2 separate regions of the Macaca mulatta genome follow, and region 2 is linked to region 1. Evidence: chromatin contacts called from public Micro-C data. All regions are on one chromosome and are shown on one strand. Each heading gives the region's core, a stretch centred on a gene start, on an enhancer-like site or on the middle of the called end of the contact. The rest is flanking DNA. Distances are from core to core; before and after follow the strand shown.

What was found. Hi-C and Micro-C count contacts between places; a contact is called where the count stands out from the background.
Region 2: a Micro-C map of CD4 T cells shows a contact between it and region 1, with 6 times the contacts expected there. The contact joins two enhancer-like sites. A contact is called at or near these places in 5 of 14 Hi-C or Micro-C datasets (CD4 T cells, blood, fetal cortex germinal zone and 2 more).

Annotation. Positions count from the first base shown.
Region 1 is chr2:132,717,658-132,724,549 of T2T-MMU8v2.0, forward strand. No RefSeq gene overlaps it. Among named protein-coding and RNA genes, the nearest start is that of LMOD3, 40 kb to the left of the region's middle. Within about 2 kb of position 2,829, at least 12 of the 40 cell types and tissues checked have an H3K27ac peak or open chromatin away from gene starts, as enhancers often do. A contact at or near this core is called in CD4 T cells, where this site is marked.
Region 2 is chr2:132,861,840-132,868,731 of T2T-MMU8v2.0, forward strand. All of the region lies in intron 3 of FRMD4B (FERM domain containing 4B), which reads right to left. Among named protein-coding and RNA genes, the nearest start is that of FRMD4B, 72 kb to the right of the region's middle. Within about 2 kb of position 2,927, at least 5 of the 40 cell types and tissues checked have an H3K27ac peak or open chromatin away from gene starts, as enhancers often do. A contact at or near this core is called in CD4 T cells, where this site is marked.

The DNA.
Region 1 (6,892 bases), core at 1,579-4,078:
ATCCAGCAGATCCATAACATTTTGAAATTGTGAGCTCTGTTTATTAAAAATGTCTGGTCGCCTGGGTGATGAGGTGAGGAAGATAGACTGTCAGATAAAATAAAGATATGCATGGGACATTACGAATCCTAACAATGATTTGGTGATGTGCGCCTGTGGTTCCAGCTACTATCCCAAACTCAAATTTAACTGGGAATTTTATTTATTTATTTTTATTTTTTCTAAGAATTAAAGCAAACAATCTATTTTGAAGTAACTCAGATAGGTTTCATTTGTTACATCTAGTTATCTTGAAACACAGTAATCTTGGCCAGGTGGGGTGGCTCACACCTATAATCCCAGCATTTTGGGAGGCCAAGGAGGGTGGATCACATGGGGTCAGAAGTTTGAGCCCAGCCTGGCCAACACGGTGAAGCCCTGTCTCTACTAAAAATACAAAAATTAATTAGGCGTGGTGATGGGTGCCTGTAATCCCAGCTACTCGGGAGGCTGAGGCAGGAGAATTGCTTGAACCCAGGAGGTGGAGGTTGCAGTGGTCCGAGATCGTGCCACTGCACCACTCCAGCCTGGGCGATAGAGCCAGACTTGGTCTCAGGAAAAAAAAAAAAAAGAGAAACACAGTAACCTTGACATAATGGTTGAAGAAAAGGGAGAAGCAATGTAAGCATAAATGCCTGAACATTTTACTATCTTTCATCAATAAACATTACTAGAATGTCATACATTTGAATCCATCCTTTTTCTGAGGAGAACCCTCATTCTATCTTCTGCTTCCTGATATTGAAGCTGGATCTTATTACAAGGGTAGGATGCACTATGGAAAGCATGCCTGATTTTTTTGTTTGTTAGTTTGTTTTTTTGAGATTGAGTTTCACTCTTGTTGCCCAGGCTGGAGTGCAGTGGTGCGATCTCTGCTCACTGCAAACTCTGCCTCCTGGGTTCAAGAAATTCTCCTGCCTCAGCCTCCCAAGTAGCTGGGATTACAGGCATGTGCCACCACGCCCGACTAATTTTGTATTTTTAGTAGAGATGGGGTTTCCCCATGTTGGTCAGGCTGGTCTCGAACTCCCGACCTCAGGAGATCTGCCCACCTCGGCCTCCCATAGTGCTGGGATTACAGGCATGAGCCATCATGCCCGGCCCGTGCCTAAATGTTTTAAACTACGGAAGGAAAGCTACTTCGTCAGTTAAATCTCTGGATTATGCAGACTGACCACTGTGTTATTACATATAACATGGTGAAAAACACTATTATATATGGCTTATTGATAGGTCCACCTCAGTAACGTAGCTAAGCCTTAGATAGTCTGTTAACCACAAAGGCAGGATTTGATGTCAGGTCAAAAATCAGATCCAACTATGACTTTGTGGTTGATGGTTCAGAGAACGCTCTACAACAAAGGGAATGGAGAATGCAGTAAGACAATATCTTTCTAACATTTAATTCAGGGAAAAAGTCATCGCCAGCACAGCTTCACATTAACTGGGCATTTTAAATTTGTATCTGCTCACCTGGCAAATCTAAATACAGCACTGGTAAAATTATACCCTGGAATAGAAAAACTGTAGCCTGAGTCACATGATGAAGGAGAGGTTTGTGTGAGAGAGAAGGGGGAAAGAATGAGCTTTAGAATCATTCTGATTTGGGCTTGATTTCGACTTGATCATGTGACCTTGGGCAGTATGTATGAGCAGTTCCTCCAGGCTTCCTTTCTCCCTCCCATCTGTAAAACGGGCGTCTATTTTACAGATGGGAGAAAGATGTCGCCTCTGGTTATTTAAGATGAAGGGTTAACTCAGTGCAGTGCAGTTCTGAGTCATATTGGCGTCTGAAGCCAAATGAAAAAATCAGTGATACTAAGCTCGTATTTATATAAAATTTTGACTTTTTTCGATTTTATTTATTTTTAAGACAAGGTCTGGCTCTATCACCCAGGTTGGAGTGCAGTGGCATGATTTTGGCTGACTGCAGCCTCAACCTCTCAGGCTCAAGTGATCCTCCCACCAGCATCCTGAGTAGCTGGGATCATATGCGTACATCACCATGCCCAGCTAAATTTTGTGTTTTTTTGTAGAGATGGGGTTTCACCATGTTGCCCAGGCTGATCTCAAACTCCTAGACTCAAGCAATTCACTCACCTCAGCCTCCCAAAGTGCTGGGATTACAGGTGTGAGCTACTGTGCTGGGTTAACATTTTTTTAATCATGGGAAAAAAAATTGCATGAAGTTGGAGTTTTTCAAAAGATTGCATTGAAATATTATTTATCTTGTCAACCAGGTTTGTGGGTGCACTCTCAAAATTTGCACGTGAGCAGGTACCTCACTCATTTAACCCTAAGCCTGGCCTTAGCACTCAATGACTGTTAAGTATTATTAATATTTAATGTTTGTATTTAATTTAATTAATATTTAAATTAAACAATGTTAAATGTTATTAACTCTCTTATATTCCATTTCTTTGTAGTATCCCATTAGAAACAATAAGGACAACAAACACTTATAAGGGCTCACTTTGTCCCAGGCACTGTGCTAAGCTCCTGAAGTACATCATTTTATTGAATCCTTAAAATTCTATGAGATTGTTACAATTATTTCCATTTTATAAAAAGTGGTATTTTTTAAAATTTAAGCTACTTCCCCTAGAAGAAATAGCTAGTAAATGGAGTTGTTGGGCATTAGAAATTAAGTTTTGTTTGTTTTTTTCTGCAGGGCTGCCGAAACTTGTTTGTATACCTCGTGTTGAGTTGAAGTGTGAATTCAGACTGAGCAACTCCTGCCTGCATTAACCCAGACAGGCCTCTAGATGTCCTCATTGACCAAGCTCCAGAATGCTAGGCCAGAGAAAACTACTTTTAGAAAAGGTTTTCTCAGATACTTGTGTAACATGGGAGTGCATATTTATGAGAAATATAGCAGCGTTGAGTGTCCGTGTGAGATGGTGATCATGACTCTAAAAATAGATCCGCTTGCTTATGTGATTTTCTCTGTGAATATTCAGCTCCTTGGCTACAGGTTGATTGCCGGATTTTGACACAGTTCTAAAGGACTGAGATTTTGATTGGCTGCAAATAGATTTGATGGATGGATGGATTCTTGACCAATGTTATGTAGATATGATGGAACCCAAATGTTTGTTTTAAGAACCTTTAAAACTGTGCCCAGTTAGCCAAAATTGTAACACATTTCTAAATAAAGACAAAGAAGAAAGAAAAGGTTTTCTCAGGCGTGTTCTTCCAGGGGAGTTTCTATATATTCTGTGCATGATTACAAACCACACTGGGCCTATCCTAGAAGGTTTTCAGTCTGAAAAAAGGCTCTGGGATTGAGCAGGGCCGACTTCTCTGTGGATGGGAAGGATATGACACCGATTTGCTTAGCCTACAATCAAGGGTTTGGGGTTTCTCAAACATCTATTATTGTCCTACTTGCTTCTGAGCAGGGGGGTGGCAAGCAGGTTTCCCAGGTGTCTTGTATCTACAGGACATGTCCTGTTTTAATTATTTTGTTTGGTGTCTTATATGGATTTTTTTCCAGGATGCCTTAAATGTCCTATATTCAGCTTTTTAAAAAATTAAATTACAAAAATTTGGTGGTTAGAGCTATTTTTCAAATTTAACTGGCCTCCTGTATTTGCATTTGTTAAATCTGACCATCCTACTGGCTGGCTTGTTTGCATTCGTATGAACATAGAAAAGGTAGGGACCTGTCTTTGAGGCAGCAGCAGGGCTGTCCTAGGATGTCGCAAGTGCTTGTCCTAGTCCTGACCATGCAGAAGAGCTGTAGCTGAACTGTTAGGCAAACACCTTGATCAGTCTGATTCCTCAGGTGAGACCTGCATGCAACCTCCCTGAACAATGGACTCCAGAGTGGAACAAATTCATGCTTTTCAAAGTTTCTCTTTTATACATTTGTGAATTGGGATCCAGGCCTGGGTACCTTCTAGCTATGTAACTTGGGCAAACTACTTAACCTTTCTGAGCTTCTGCTTGGAATTAATAATTACAAACTTGCTGTGAAGATTAAATAAAAAAAAAAGTGGTGGGTATGGTGGCTCAAGCCTGTAATCACAACACTTTGGGAGGCCGAGGTGGGAGGATCACTTAAGGCCAGGAGTTTGAGACAAACCTGGCCAACGTGATGAGACCCCATCACTACTAAAAATACAAAAATTAGCCAGGTATGGTGGTGCATGCCTGTAATCCCAGCTACTCGGGAGGCTGAGGTGGGAGAATCACTTGAACCCGAGAGGCAGAAGTTGCGGTGAGCCGAGATCGTGCTACTGCACTCCAGCCTGGGCAACAGAGCAAGCCTCCGTCTCAAAAAAATAAATAAAATAAAATAAACATAAATAAATAAATAAATAAATAGGAAAAAAAGTGTTCCCAGTACCTACAACAGTGCCTGAGACATGAATCAGCCCTCAACGATGAGTTAGTTTAGTGCTGTCATTTCAGTGTTTAAACTAAGGCAGTGCAAATCCTCCAAACATTATCTTAATATTCAACATCTTCTGCCTTTTCTCCCTCAGAAAATAGTTTATATTATGAGTACATTCTAGAGACTTGATGTTATGCTGAGCTGGTTACGTGCCTTATCTTGTTCAGCCCACACAATGTCCTTGTGAGATATGTACTAGAGAGGAAACTGAGGCCCAGGGAAGTCAGGAAACTTCCCGTAGTTCATATAACCAGCCAGTACCAAGGCCAGGAAATATTCAAAGCACAGCAGTCTGTCTCCAGGTCTGCATGACTTCAAAGCCTACATATTTAACCACTACTTTATAAAGATGGGGGTGTCTGCTTAGACACCCACTATCAAGTCCCTGGGAGGCTTCTTCTATGATAATTGAAGGGCTTCTGGAAATGCCCTTCGCAGTATTGGACTGTCAGTATTCTTTCTTTTTTTCTTTTCTTTTTTTTTTTTTAAGATGGAATCTTGCTCTGTTGCCCAGGCTGGAGTACAGTGGCGCGATCTCGGCTCACTGCAAGCTCCGCCTCCCAGATTCATGCCATTCTCCTGCCTCAGCCTCCCAAGTAGCTGGGACTACAGGCATCCAACACCATGCCCAGCTAATTTTGTGTATTTTTTTTTTTTTTCGTAGAGACGGGGTTTCACCGTGTTAGCCAGGATGGTCTCTATCTCCTGACCTTGTGATCCGCCCACCTCGGCCTCCCAAAGTGCTGGGATCACAGGCATGAGCCACTGTGCCCGACCAGTTGTCAGTATCTTGATGAGATCTTTCTCATCATTGCTTTCCAATCCTTAATCTTCTCTTTTTTCTTTTTGGAGACAGGGTTTTACTTTGTCACCGAGGCTGGAGTGCAATGGCGTGATCATAGCTCACTGTAAACTTGAACCCCTGGTCTCTAGTGATCCTCCCATCTCAGCCTCCGGAGTAGTTTAGACTACAGGGGCATGCCACCACACCCAACTCCTTTTCATTATTTTGTAGAGACAGGACCTTGCTATAGTGCCCAGGCTGGTCTCAAACTCCTGGCCTCAAGTGATCTTCCTGCCTTGGCCTCCCAAAGTGTTGGAATTACAGGCTTGGGCCACTGTACCCAGCCCTGATCTTCTTCTAAGGCCATTTTCTTCTGAAAATGAGGAGGGTCACATAGAGAATGGTTTCTCTGGTGAAGTTCTGTGTGTGTTGGGAAGAAGAGGTTAGCTGCTGTGATGCCCCTCTAGTTAACCACATCTCATGTCTTCCAAGTACATTTCTTAAACAAACACCACTGCTCCTTTCCTCCAGCCTGTCTGCACAGGTAATTCCAACCCAGTCAGTGTTAATGGGCCCCACATCAGGAATATCTTCAAGCCATGCCCTGATCAGGAGTGTTGCAATTGAACAGCTTGAAAATCCATGAAATGCAGGCTACCCTAGGCTGTTTTTTCTCCCCCTGGTTATTTTCACCCTGCTGATCTGATTTCCAACCTTCGCTTTGACCTTCCCTCTTTCTTCCTCCCCAGGCCTACTTTGGTTGTTTCTTCCCTTCCCTTTTCATTTTCATTGATTTCCATTTAAGAGAGGTGGTTGTTGAGCAACTGCTTCTTTTGTTTTGTTTTGGAGATGGGGATTTGCTCTGTCACTCAGGCTGGCGTGCAGAGGCATGATCAGGGCTTACTGCATCCCTGCCCTCTTAGGCTCAAATGATCTCCCAATTCAGCCTCCCAAACAGCTGAAACTACGGGTGCGCATCACATACCTGGCTCAGTTTTTATTTTTTTCCATAGAGGGGGTCTCACTATGTTGCCGGGGCTGGGCTCAAACTTCTGGGCTCAAGCAATTCTCCTACCTTGGCCTCCCCAAGTGCTGGGATTACAGGCATGAGCCACTGCACCTGGTGAGCAATTGCATTTTTATAATGTCATGGTTAATAAAGAACATGATGGCCAGGTGTGGTGGCTCATGCCTGTAATCCCAGCACTTTGGGAGGCTGAGGTGGGCAGATCACAAGTTCAGGAGTTTGAGACCAGTCTGGCCAACATGGTGAAACCCCATCTCTACTAAAAATACAAAAATTAGCTGGGCATGGTGGCGGGTGCCTGTAATCCCAGCTACTAGGGAGGCTGAGGCAGAAGAATTGCTTGAACCCAGGAGGCAGAAGTTGCATTGAGCAGACATTGTGCCATTGCACTCCAGCCTGGGCAACAGAGCAAGACTCTGTCTCAATAAAATAAAATAAAATGAAATAAATAAAATAAAATAAAGTAACATGAGATGTGGAGTCAAACAGATGTAGGTTTGAATTTTAGCTTTACCACTTACTGTTTGGTCATGGAACCAAAGGAATATTAAACTTTCTGAACCTCCCTTTTCATATCCTCATCTGGGGATAAGACCATTTTTCTTGCACAGTTGTAGGGAGAATGAGGCGGTAATGTATGCCT
Region 2 (6,892 bases), core at 1,677-4,176, 140 kb after region 1:
TGGCTCATGCCTCTAATCCCAGCACTTTAGGAGGCTGAGGTGGGAGGATTGGCTGAGGTGGGAGGATTGCTTGAGCCCAGGAGTTTGAGGCTGCAGTGAGCTATGATTGTGCCACCGCACCCCAGTCTGGACAACAGAAGGAGAACTTGTCTCAAAAAAAAAAAAAAAAAAAAAGGCCAGGCACGGTGGCTCATGCCTGTAATCCCAGCACTTTGGGAGGCTGAGGTGGGCAGATCACTTGAGGTCAGGAGTTCAAGACCAGCCTGGCCAACATGGTGAAACCCCGTCTCTACTAAACATTCAAAAATTAGCTGGGAGTGGTGGCGGATGCCTGTAATCCCAGCTACTTGGGAGGCTGAGGCAGGAGAATCACTTGAAGCCAGAAGGCAGAGGTTGCAGTGAGCCGAGATCGTGCCCCTACACTCCAGCTTGCGTGACAGAGCAAGACTCCATCTCAAAAAGAAAAAAAAAAAGTACAGGGTCAAATACTCTCTGAGTGCCACTTCTGTATATGTATTATGGGCTTACTGAGATTTAAGCATGTACTTGCTTATTTTACTTACTCAAGAGCCTCACCAAGTTCATAAACAGTTCTCTCTAGATTTCGACCCTTGAGGTATCAAAAGGACACTGGGGCTCAGAACTGTTTACGTGCCTTTTCCGAGGTTGTCCAACTAGTTCATCCATTTTAGGCTATAAATTCCCAGAGGGCATAGACCCTCTTTTACTTGCTTACATAAAATTCAATCTAAGAACATGCTGATGGTGGTAGGATAGCGTGTCAAAATGTAATAAAATCTAGAATGGGCCAGAAGACATTTTCAAAAACCTTTTAGTCCTTGAGTAAAAAATTAAAAAACAAAATCAGAAAATTCTAGGCTGTATTCATTATAAGTAAACAGGAAAAGTGAGAATAAATAATAATATTAGCAGTAGTAATAATAACAATAGCTAGTCTCTATTGAGCAATGACCCTGTGCCAACCAAGTTGGAACTCTTTATACATTAAAGCTATATTTTACAATAAGCCAGTGAGGAAAGTGCTAGAGCTGGGATTTGAATTCAGGACTTCCTTTCTTCCTCCCTACTCCCCGCCACCCCACCCAGTGGACTTGTATATAAAAGTACCCAGGACTTTCAGTACTGGAGAAAATGAGACCAGAGGGTTGAATCAGCTTTTATTTTATTTATTTATTTATTTATTTATTTATTTATTTATTTATATTTTTTTGAGACGGATTCTCGCTCTGTTGCCTAGGCTGGAGTGCAGTGGTGCGATCTCGGCTCACTGCAAGCTCCGCTTCCTGGGTTCACGCCATTCTCCTGCCTCAGCTTCCCGAGTAGCTGGGACTACAGGCACCTGCCACCACGCCTGGCTAATTTCTTTTTTTTTTTTGTATTTTTAGTAGAGACGGGGCTTCACCGTGTTAGCCAGGATGGTCTCGATCTCCTGACCTCGTGATCTGCCCACCTCGGCCTCCCAAAGTGCTGGGATTATAGGCTTGAGCCACCGCGCCCGGCTGAATCAGCTTTTATAATGACTTCTGACTCAGTCTCTGATACTTAGCCGGTTAAACGCTGGAAAGAGTGTGTCTTTGTTTCCATAGTTACAAGACAAGGCTTTTGATACCTGTTCCCAGCTTTCCTTGCAGGAATATTATAAAGATAAATAAGCTGATTAAGTAACACAAGGGGAGGTCCTTAGAACTACTGCACTTGTGTGTAAAACATAATAAGATAGGAGACTGACATTAAGAGAGTCTTACACTATATTTCATCAAGTTTAGGATGCCACTGATTTAAAGACACATCCCAGTTTCACAGATGGTCAAATGTGTGTCTTAAAATATATAACATATTTTATAGTATCAGATCTCAAAAGTTTTCTTAGGAAAGATGTATGATTTTAAAAGCATAACAGGCTAGACATGGTGGCTCACACCTGTAATCTCAGCATTTCAGGAGGTTAAGGCAGGAGGATCACTGGAGCCCAGGAGTTCAAGGCTGCAGTGAGCTATGATCATGCCACTGCACTCCAGCCTGGGAAACAGAGTGAGACCCTGTCTCTAAAAAGAAATTGAAAGCATAATGTATATTTGTATGAACTTGCATGGAATGGTGTCTATGAAAGAATGAAGCAAGTTGTACAATAACACATACAGCATAAACCAATTATGTTAACCACAGATGCATGCTCAAAACACTATTAAATATTGATGAACATTTTTAGATATATTTCTGGAGAGTCACACAGCAACTTGCTAGTACTGGTTACCTCTGTGGAAGAAACTACAGTTGCAGTGGGAAGGTAATCAAAAGGGACTGGACTCAACCATGACATTAAAGAAGATATTCATGCATATATAATATGAAATAGTTTTTTAAAAGGATAAATTACAAATTAGATTTAAAAAACAAATCTACCCACAATCTCATCAAGAGGAAAAAGTCTAGAAGAATTTTTTTTTTAAATGCCCATAATTCTACTACTGAAATGTAATCAAGGTTACTTATTGCTTATAACTTGCTTTTGTCAGGTTTTCCCATCAGTAAATATAATAGACCTAACCAATATCTTAAAAAGACAGCCATATCCACCCCTATCAGGAGTGCAGACCAACCACAAAGCAAGTTTTATTTTTGGCTAGAATTATATCAACAGAAGGCCCATTGTCACAGTCCCATTGGAAGGGACAGTGATCAAAAGTCACAGTTGTGTTGTGAAGTCCATTTGTTATTTCTTGGTTAACAAAGCTTATTTAGCAAAGCCTTTCAAAACATGAGAAGGCAAAACAAAAAATGAAATGGGTGAAGAGATGGAACCATTATGGTGACCTGAAGGGCTGGTGCCTCAGGAGGGCCGTGACTGCCCTCTAGGGGTGAAAGACTCACTCTGCACACAGAGCTGCGCAAGGCACTAACAAGCGTAATCTCAGAAACTCTATCCCTCTCCCTATAACGTGACCTTGAATCTGTTGTCGGTCATCATCACTGCTTTTATTATGTAATTGCCATCTATTTTTCCGTTTCTCCTCTTGGTCTGTGGATGAGTTGTAGACAGTAGCTACTTTCATTGACAAAATGTTCCTTTCAGCTTTGCCTTCCTCTATTTAAAGTTCACCAAAGGCAAAAGACGCTTGTGGCATCTAGGCTGGAAAATGCAACTCAGACGGCATCCTGGGAGGGCCCTCACTCAGTGGTTTTACGGGGGCGAAGGGAGGCAGGAGGGAAGTGCTGAAAGAAAATACTTTCCAAAAATATTTACCAGACAAAGAAAAAGCACTAGGCTTGTGACCAAGACATTCCAAGGAGACACCCTTAGACATCAGCAATTTTCCAGGCCCGCTCCCCAGAAAGGTAGAAATGGCCAATTTCCACCCCCTCAACAGCCCCGCTCATACTTCTTCTGAAAATAAACATGACTAGAGCCAGGAGACACCTCCCCAAACTGGTCATAATTCAGAAAGAGACTCTGCCTTCGCTTGCAGGGGAGTGCACAGAGGACATTTTGGAGCCAGGGTTCTTGGAAAGAACATAACTATAGTTATCTCCTTTGGCTCAGCCAAAGGCTGTGTGAGCCATTCTTCTCCCAGCGTAGTTTTGAGAAAGAAATCTCAGAGCAGACAACGAGAAGGGTGGCCCAAATAATTGAAGGAAGTCATTCCTATTATTCCTTTTCTTTTTTATTTTTGGACAGAGTCTCGCTTTGTCACCCAGGCTGGAGTGGCACAGTCTCGGTTCACTGCAACCTCCACCTCCCGGGTTCAAGTGATCCTCGTGCCTCAGGTGCCTGAGTAGCTGGGATTACAGGCGCCCGCCACCACGCCCAGCTAATTTTTGTATTTTTAGTACAGATGGGGTTTTGCTGTGTTGCCCAGGCTGGTCTCAAACTCCTGACCTCAGGTGATCCACCCACTTCGGCCTCCAAAGTGTTGAGATTACAGGTGTGAGCCACCACACCTGGCCTATTATTTCTTTTCTTTCTGAAGAGAAAGTCTTACAGTCTGAACCCCTTACTTATGCACTGTCTGGTTTATATTCCACTGAGCTTGGAGCTTTTCCCGAAGCCTCCCATGTGGCCAGGACCCTCTTTTCCAGTCTGCCACAAACATTGCAGCCTGAGGGACCTCTGACACTGCAAGTCAAAAGCCACATTCCTCCTCCCTATAACATCCTTCCATGGCCTGGATGTGCCTCCTCTATCTGTGTGACTAACAAGGCTCACCTATGATCTTGTCCCCATGATCATGCCAACGTCTTCAACCTTGGGCAAATGTACCTTGTTCGTTGCCATGTTCATTCATTTGCCCACAAAATAACTCTTGCCTAGAATGTCACCTCCCATCTCCCCTCCCATCTATTTAAAGTCTACCTGACCTGCAAGATCCAATTTTAGTTAGTCGTCTGTGTGACGCCTACTCCAGTCCTCCTTCAGTTTCCTTCTCAACACTCCCTTATTGCAATACATTGGGACGATAGCTCCCTTTTATTGTGGGCCTGTGAGATATACTCTGCATACCTCACCTGATTTAATAGTATTGAATACTAGTACCGTATTATAGGTGCCTTATGTAGTACATACTATATAAGTCACTATTATTATGTCCAGCATACAGATGAGAAAACTTGAGTGTCAAGAGATGTTAAGTAACTGATCTAAGGTCACACAGCTAGCTATCAAGATTGTCTGATACCTGCTCCTGCCTCCCTCTCAACCCTCATCCTGTACCACTTTGCCTCTTAATCTCTGTACTCTCATCACACTGGCTTTGTTTTTGTTTAGGACAGGATCTCGCTCTGTCGCTTGGGCTGAAGTGCAGTGGTGAGATCATGGCTCACTGCAACCTCCACTTTTTGGGCTCACGCAATCCTCCCACCTAAGCCTCCCGGGGAGCTGGGACTACAGGTGTGTACCACCATGCCCCCTTACTTTTTTTTTTTTTTTTTGTATTTTTAGTAGAGATGGGGTTTCACCATGTTGCCCAGGCTGGTCTGGAATTCCTAGGCTCAAGTTGGTCTGACTGCCTCAGCCTCCCAAAGTGCTGGGATTAGAGATGTGAGCCACTGTGCCCAGCCTTGTTTTTTCTTTCTCAAAAAACAAATCACAAAAGTCATGCTCAGCCCCACCTCAGGAGTTTTGCACTGGTTTTTGTTTGTAATGCCTCCCCAAATTTTTGCACAACTGGCTCTTGCTTTTCACTACATGTCACCTCCTAGATCCTGTCCTAGTCCACCCTGTCTAAAACTGACCTCAAGTTTTCTTGGTCATGGCCTTTTATGTTCTTCAGTGCAATTATACTTGCTGATATTCCTTTGATTTATCTGTTTGTTTACTTGTTATGCTAGACTATACCATTGCAATATGAGCTCCATAAAAGCAGGGGCCTTGTCTGTGTTACTCCTAGCTGAATCCTTGTGATCTAGAGCAACACCTGGCATTGAGCGGGCATTCAAAAACTATTTTATTTTCTATTTTTAGAGATGGGGTCTTGCTCTGTTGCCTCGGCAGGTGTGCAGAGGCGTGATCATAAGCTCACTGTACCCTTGAACCCCTAGGCTCACGCAGTCCTCCCACCTCAGCCTCAGTCTCCTAAGTGTCTAGGACTAGAGTTGTACATCACCACACCTGGCTGATTTTTAATTTTTTTTTTTTTTGGTAGGGATGGGGTCTCATTATGTTGTCTAGGCTGGTCTTGAACTCCTGGCCTCATGTAATACTCCCTCCCTCGGTCTCCCAAAGTGCTGGGATTACAGGTGTGAGCCACTCTTAATGTAAATATATATATATTTGAGACAACGTCTTACTCTGTCACCCAGGCTGGACGGCAGTAGCGCCATTGTTATAGCTCACTGCAGCCTCCACCTCCTGGGCTCAAGTTGTCCTCCCACTTCAGCCTCCCGAGTAGCTGGGACTACAGATGTGTGTCACCATGCCTGGCTGATTTTTTTTAATTTTTATTTTTGTAGAGATAGGGTCTCCCTATATTGCCTAGGTGGCTCTGAAACTCCTGGACTCAAGGGATCTGCCCATCTCGGCCCTCCAAAGTACGGGATTGTAAGTGTGAACTATCGCACCCAGCCATTATTTTTTCAATGAATAAATTACTCCAATATTCATGTTGTTAACCCCTATTCTATGTGACCTCTGCCTAAATTATAGTCCTTATAGCAGTTACAATTTATACCACATAACCTAGCCATTGTATATTTATGGCTTTATGCCTTATACTGTTTGCTATGATTTCATCCACATTTGGAGTCGGCCTACATTTGTGCATGTTCAATCGCTGATTCGCAGGAGTTGATGCTGGCTATGGACGTCGGCATTTCCCATTTCATCCAGTAGAGGACAGGTCATACAGAGCCTCTCAAATGGTAGCTGCTGCGTGATTCAGAGTGAGGTGAGAGATGTCTAGTGTACTCTCTTCTGCCTTGTCGAGTCCTCTTTGGGAAATATCCTCAGTCCAGAATCAAAGTTTTCAGGTTTTTCTACTCCTCCTGATAACTCAGCTGCCTGGTTTTTGCCCAGCGCAAGTCCTGAGCCTGCTGGCATATCCTGGAGGTCCTAGGCTCACAGCCCACGCAGGCTGAGAATGATCAGAAGCCACAAGATGTTACAAGCAAATTAACTCTTTCTTGAGATGATTTTCCACCTGATTAAACTGAAGAACTGAAAAACATTTAAATTGGCAGCATTATGAAAAGAATGCTGGGTGGTTGGCCAACATATTTTATGTCTGGAACACATTTTCTTGCATTTTAATATTTAAGGAGCTCTTTGGAAATTATCTGCAGAAAGAGGAAGGATTCCTCTGATAATGTATTGGGCTGCATATAATGTGGCAAATTGGGCTGCCATAAAAAAGACAGACAGATACACACACACACACAC